Regions from separate parts of the Mus musculus genome. Here region 2 is linked to region 1. The links are chromatin contacts, called in public promoter capture Hi-C maps. All regions are on one chromosome and are shown on one strand. The core of a region is the stretch at or near the end of the contact, and the rest is flanking DNA. Distances in the headings are between cores, read along the strand shown.

What was found. Promoter capture Hi-C pulls out the DNA fragments that hold promoters and counts their contacts.
Region 2: a contact with region 1 is called in a promoter capture Hi-C map of pre-B cells, with 7 times the contacts expected there. The contact joins the promoter of Mia3 here to the promoter of Ahctf1 in region 1. A contact is called at or near these places in 1 of 39 promoter capture datasets (pre-B cells) and 1 of 484 Hi-C or Micro-C datasets (CD4 T cells).

Annotation. Positions count from the first base shown.
Region 1 is chr1:179,802,388-179,805,635 of GRCm38.p6, reverse strand. It overlaps Ahctf1 (AT hook containing transcription factor 1), which reads left to right and starts at 1,621. Exons shown (of 36, transcript NM_026375.2): 1 at 1,621-2,283.
Region 2 is chr1:183,367,982-183,371,229 of GRCm38.p6, reverse strand. Mia3 (melanoma inhibitory activity 3) reads left to right here and starts at 1,665. Exons shown (of 26, transcript NM_177389.3): 1 at 1,665-1,833. The coding sequence starts at 1,701. It also overlaps the pseudogene Gm37339.

The sequences.
Region 1 (3,248 bases), core at 372-2,871:
AAGAACCACCTAAAACTGGGAAAGGGGTGCATGCCTGTAACCCCAGCCCTGACTGTCATCCTCAGTTACACACTGAGTTTAAGGCCAATGGTGCACATGAGACAGTCTTCACACACCCCATTCACTACCAGCAAAACAGAACCAGACCACACAACACTTACTGCAAAATCTTGTCTAACTTCTTCCTCTCACAATTTAGAATAATACCTTGCGCAAACTAGCACACTTTTACATCTTGCAGTGAATAAAGAAAAAGTCACAAAGATAAACAGTTTATTTCTAAGAGGCAGCTTTATCTCAAAAATTGTGCAGAGAGAGAGAGTAGTAGAGACAGGCTTTCCTGATTAAAGCAGTCTACTAATGTCTTCTCCTTCTCTCTTCCCCCTTCTGTTTGTTTGTTTGTTTGTTTGTTTGTTTGTTTGTTTGAGATAGGGTTTCTCTATGTAGCCTTGGAACGACTATGGAGACCAGGCTGATCTTGAACGCACAGAGATCCTCCTGATTCTGCCTGTGCTCTTACAACTCAGTAATAAAGACACATTCTATTTCATTTGTTTGAAAATTCTTTGGTGCTGGGTCTAGCTTCAAAGAGAGATACTGATAGTCTACAGAAGAAAGCCCAAAGATGAGCTCCAAATGATAGTCTAGAAATGATACAGTCTAGAAATGATACAGTCTAGAAATGATACAGTCTAGGGATCTTGATTGGATCTGTTTTCACTGATAGTTAAAAGAATGAAAGGGTGGTTCAGGTCTTTAATCCCACGGCTCAGGAGACAGAGGCAAGAAGATCTCTGTGAGTTTGAGGCCAGCCCCATCTACTAAGAGAGTTCCAAGATAGCCAGGGCTGTTACACAGAGAAACCATGTCTAGAACAAACTGAAAGGAAAAAAAAAAAAAAAGAACTGTTAAGACTAGAAGAGTTAAAAGGCAAAGCACAACAAGCAGTAGCAGAATTAGCAGTTAAAAAGGCGTTTATTGCAGGCAGTAAACACACAGAGAAAAAGACCTTCTACAAAACAGAGAGGGGATTTGAGAAGCTGAAAAATCCAGTCTCTTCTTGAGGCCTGGGGGTTGTAAAACCTCTAAAACCTCCCTGACCTACTTTAGTGTTGGTCAGTTTGAAGGCAGAAAGGATGGATGGTTGATCGGTCCACTACAGTTGTGTAACGTGTTCTAATCAGGCTTTGAACTTATTGAACCAGTCCATCAGCAGGTGACCTGCAGGTAGATGATAAAAGCTTGCCAGGTTTTTGTCTCAAATCAGGAGGTTAAAAAAAGCTGGCCATCTTGGAAATTCGCCATGGCTCATGTCCCTGTTTGTCTACTAAGGGTCTGCCCAACTCCTCGTCTCTCAATACTAACAAATCGAAAAGAAAACATAGGTTTGGCATAATGGAACCTACAGCTTCGTGCATGCCAAGCACGAAGCTCTGCCAGCAGAATTACCCAGCGTCAGATATATGACAAAAGATTAGGCTAGGCGACCTGAACTCTCTGCTTTTTGAGAAAAAAAAAAAAATGAGAGTAAGAGTTTCTCAGTAAGTCTGGGTTTTGTGTGTGTGTGTGCGTTTCCTTGAAGAGTTGGAGCACAGAACGGAAAAAACGGAGGCAAGAGCAGCAGTCATAGACGGAAAGATTATCGCTTGGCTGCCAGCAGGAACCGCCACTAGATTAGGCCGGCCCTTGCTCCGCAAAGCCGGACACGCCCTACACTACGCCCAGCGCACAAAGCCCTATGGGACTTGTAGTCTTTCGCCTATCTGCTCCTAGGAGGCGGAGAGACCCTGCTGTACGTAAATGAATCTTTCTTCCCGGCGTCGTCTCGGTTTTCTCCCTTTGCGAAAGGCCTAGTAGGGAAAGTTTGAAAATTCCCGCGGAGTCGGCGCCAGAGGCCGGAACCCTCGCGAGAAGTCCGAGCCCCGCAGCGCGATCTGCGATCGGATCCCCGCCCTGGCCACGATCCTTCCCTGGGCGGAGAGGCTGTGTGTGTGGGGTTCGGGCAGTGCGCCCGGGGTAATGCGCAGAGCGCGGCCCGAGCGGTGCCAGCCCAGTAAGTCGAGTCGCCAGCGGGGAGGACGCGGCGCGGGCGGTGGGACGAGTTCGAAGCCGGGATTGGGCGAAGGAGCACCCGGGGCCTGAGGGGACCGGCGAGAGACTGAGCGAGAAGCGGCTTCCGCGGGCCCGGGGCGCGCGCCGGGCCGTGTCTCCCGGGAGATGCTGTGACGGACCGCACGGAAGCAGCGACGCCGGGGCCCTTGGCGGCCTGGCCCGCGGGCTCAGGTAGGGTGGGGAACCGCAGGCCCGCGCGCCGAGGGCGGGGCGGCCGGGGCGGCGAGGCCCGGGGCCTAGGCCGGGCGCACCGCCTCGCGGGGAAGCGGCGTCCGCGAGCCGCGACCGGTGCGGCTCGTTCCAGCGCTCGGGCGTTAGTTACATAACCCTGGCGGCGGGTGCCGGCACATGGCCGCAGAGTCGAGCCTCCGGGCTCGTCTCCCGCGCCCGCGGGCGGGATCTCCGCCCCCCGGGACGAGTCTGACTCGAGACCCCGGGCCGTCAGGGTGTAGCGGAGCGATGGAGACCTTTGTGGGGCGTTCCCCGCGGACAGCCGCGGGCGCTCCGAGTCTCTCCGGCGTTGGCGTGAGCTCCACATGGTCCTGTGCTTGGCTCGGGTGAGTCCTGGGCGGGGGAAAAAGTTTCACTCGCGAAGCGGGCCACAGGGCTGAGTGGATCTGGTCCAGGACATCTAAGAGAACCGTGTCCGGAGCTCATCTGCGAGCTGTAAGGCCCATGACTTTTGCCTTTGGTTGACTTTTTGGAGAGTCGACTCTGCTTTTTGAATTGATAGGTACACACATGGTCCTTTTGAGACAGGTGGTTTTTGTTGACTTTGTGGAACCTTTCTTTTTGGTACCGTGAAGAATCACATCCAGGTCCTCACACATGTCAGGCAAGCGCTCCACCACTTGAGTTGTGTCCCCAGCATGGGATCTTGTGATTTTTCGGTTCCTAAAGCAAACGGCAGCCATTCTTAGAGGTGTGTTGTTATAGGAAAGTGAGCGTTGTTATTTTTGTTTATTTTTGATGCCAGTGATCGAAGCTACCACCTCGAGCTTATTAAGCTCGAGCCCCGCCACTGAGATCTAACCAAGTCGCTGAGTTTGGGTGCTTTTTTTTTTAATAGACAGTTGGAGACATTTTTTAAAGAGCGTGGATTCTTTAGAAGAAAATATAATTTGGTTTTTGATATA
Region 2 (3,248 bases), core at 416-2,915, 3.6 Mb before region 1:
CATGATTTTCCCGTGTTTTCCACATAGAATGGGTCTGACCTCTACTGACGTCCACCACCTTAGACCCCTGAGACGCCTTGTCAGCACTGTCACTTCCAGAGGCTGCACCTCCTTCTCCTCCTTTCTCAGAACCACTTTCCCTCTTTGGCAGCATCTTTTAAGCTTGCTGTTGAACTCTCCAGAATAAATACATTTTAAAAGCAAGCAAAACCTATTATGAGCCAAACAGCGTACTATTCTTCAGTAATAGGAACATTGGCCCTGTATGTAAAAGTATATTTAAATCAATATCTCATGCTATTTTATCCGTCTTTTTCTACCAATGGAATGTTATTTAATTCTATTCTGTAGACATAAGAAGACGTTTAAATTACTTTGGTGTGCTTTCATACCCCGGTGGCACCCAGAACAACAGGAAACAGTGGGGTGAGAATGTAGTCGCTCTGACAGATATGTCCCCATCTAACAATAAACGTATCTGCAGATTTGGTGTTGAGGATGCTGCTGTGGGGAGAGCACTAGAGGTCTGAAAGAACTCCATGGAGTCTGTGTGTGTGTGTGTGTGTGTGTGTGTGTGTGTGTTTACATCGGGACTGTGGTTCATGCAGCAGATTGTTGTTGAGCACATCACAAGACCCGGGTACCTCCCTAGGCAATGAAGAACAAGCGGAAACAAAACAAGTTAGAGTGGGGATGTAGCTCAGCACTGTCGGTGAGCACGCCCAGACTCCAGCACCACATAAACAATAGCTCCTATAGAGTTATTTGAGGGGTGGGAGGAGTGGGCTGCTCTATTTGAGTGAACCTAACAGAAGAGGGGAAGAAAGCCAGGAAACAGGATAAAGGGACAGAGAGACAGGGCAGTCTGTGGTAAAGCCATTGCATGTTACTTGGAAATACGGAGTTATAAGGAAGCTTAAGGAGAACATTGAGACAGTAGCTATTGGCAACATGAGGGCATTCGGGTGTGCCACGGAGTGGGTCTGGCCTACAGTTCTGTCAAAGGAGATGGAAGCTGAACACGTTGGTGCTAGACTAAATGACTTTATGTTCTTATGTCCTTTATGGACAGCGACAGGAATCTGAAGATCGTGGGCAGAGGATCACTGTCCACCACCCCTCTCCTTAAAGGATGACACTTTCTAATTTACTGTCTCACCCACTACTCCACTGAACTAAAAGAGAGCCATGGAGGTCCCAAAGAACCCCATGGAGTTTGAAGTGTGTGTGTTAGGGTCGGGGGTTGTGCATGGATCAGTTACACACTGTGTCCAGTCCTGTGTGGGACTTGGCGGTTCAGAACTAAAAGCGGTAGTTGGAAGAAGTGATGGAGAGAGATGGCTGTTTAGCATGGACCAGAAATCCGAAGCTGTAGGAGGAAGACGAAAAACCTGTTGGGATGGCGCTGAGATGCGGAGTGACGAACCTGGTGACGCGGAGGGTCGTCTGTGAAGGCGCCCGAGTCGAGGCTTGCGATTGGGCGAGGGGAAGGTGCCTCTGACGGTCGTCAAGGTAGCAGTTCGGGAGGGACGCCAAGGCCTCCTCCAAGTCACCGCGCATCCCTTGCTGAGCCCTTGCTGACGTGTCACTCGCAGCAGCCCGCCTCTTGGGCGCCTCCCCCGGCACCGCCCGCTCCTGCCCCGCCCCCGACACCGCCCGCCGGCGGCCTCCGCGTCACCCGGGCCCGCGGTGGCCACAACATGGCTGCGGCGCCGGGGCTGCTCTTCTGGCTGTTCGTGCTGGGGGCGCTCTGGTGGGTCCCGGGCCAGTCGGATCTCAGCCACGGACGGCGTTTCTCGGACCTCAAAGTGTGCGGGGACGAAGAGTGCAGCAGTGAGTCCGGGGTGGCGGGGCGGGCGGCCGGTTCCCGGGTGGCTGCGGTGGCTGCGCGGGTCGGAGTCCCACAGCCGGCACCTGGCCTAGGGGGTCGCAGGCCCGCGGAGCCCGCGCTGGTACGCTTTACTCGGCTATCGCCCGGCTAGCCCTGCCATAGAGGCCGTGCCTACCACTTGTTGCCGGATTTGCTCTCTGCTCCTCTGACCCTGCCGGGGGGCGCCGCAGACCCAGCCGGGTTTCCAGGGTGCTGCTCTCTGCTTCCTTATCCCCGCACTCCCCTTGGGCTCCCAGGGTGATGGGGTGGCTCGCCCCCGCATCCTGGGCGCCCCATGCTGCAGCCAAGAGCGTTTTAACGCCGGCCGCGGGGACCTGGGTCCACTCAAGACCGAGATCCACGCGCTTAGAGATCTGGGGCGCAATCCTAGCGGCCGATTGACGGCGGGGTTCCTCCAGAAGGCACCTCGGCGCTGCCCTCTTGGCTGCATTGGGACCAGCTCACATCATCTTTGGAACCAGAGGAACTGGAGTTTAGGTTTGGGATGAATCCCGAGGCCAAGCAAGCAGTGCATTCTGTGGTCTCCCCGGTTTTCTCCTTCAGTCCCGTCGCTCTTTTGCATAGAAGCCTTTTGCCAGCTCCCAAGCAGGGCTGCGGGAAGGTCAAAATCTTTCGTTCTTTAACCAGCCAAGTTACTGCACCTGTCACTACCTGAGAACCGCAGCCGCCTTCTCTGTGCGCAGTCGCGCCCTAGTCCTAGGTTGGAGGTGCCAGGGTTGGAGGTGGGCCATGGGGAAGGTTAGGATTAGAAGAGGGCTACTACTGTAACGGTGATAATAAATACTCCAAGGGTCTCAGGAACCCGTCCAGCCCTTTCCTTAGTTCCCTATGTTGCTGGGACTTACTCCTACCCAGAATAATACTGTTTTTAGGTTGGTTTCCAGAAACTGTAACTCACTGACGATGTCCTTCACAAATCACAGCAGTCCATTCAGAAAAGTATTCATTCTAAAAGACTAAGAAGAGTGCAGGTTAGCCATTTGTATTTCAATTGGTGTTATGAAAAAAAAAAGGAAAAAGCAAAATGCATAACTTGAATGGTTTACTCCAATACCATTAAAGAAAAAAAAGGGGCGCCTGTAATTTATGTCGCTGAGATTCTAGGTCCTAGCTGTAACCCAGGGCCACTGTAAATAAACAGCGAAGGTAAAGCAACCACGAAGGTAAAGGCACCACGGCGACTTCTCCCTTTCATGCCCTACTACCATTTGGTGCCCTACTACCATTTGGTCATTGACTGCTGTCAAGCGTCTTCTGTTCTTTGCTGTCAGGCACTGTCCTACCTGAGTTCCTCAAAGCGTGGGAGGTCCGTATCACTGATGCTGCCTCAGAACTGGGGCTCAGGGTTGGAAGAGTT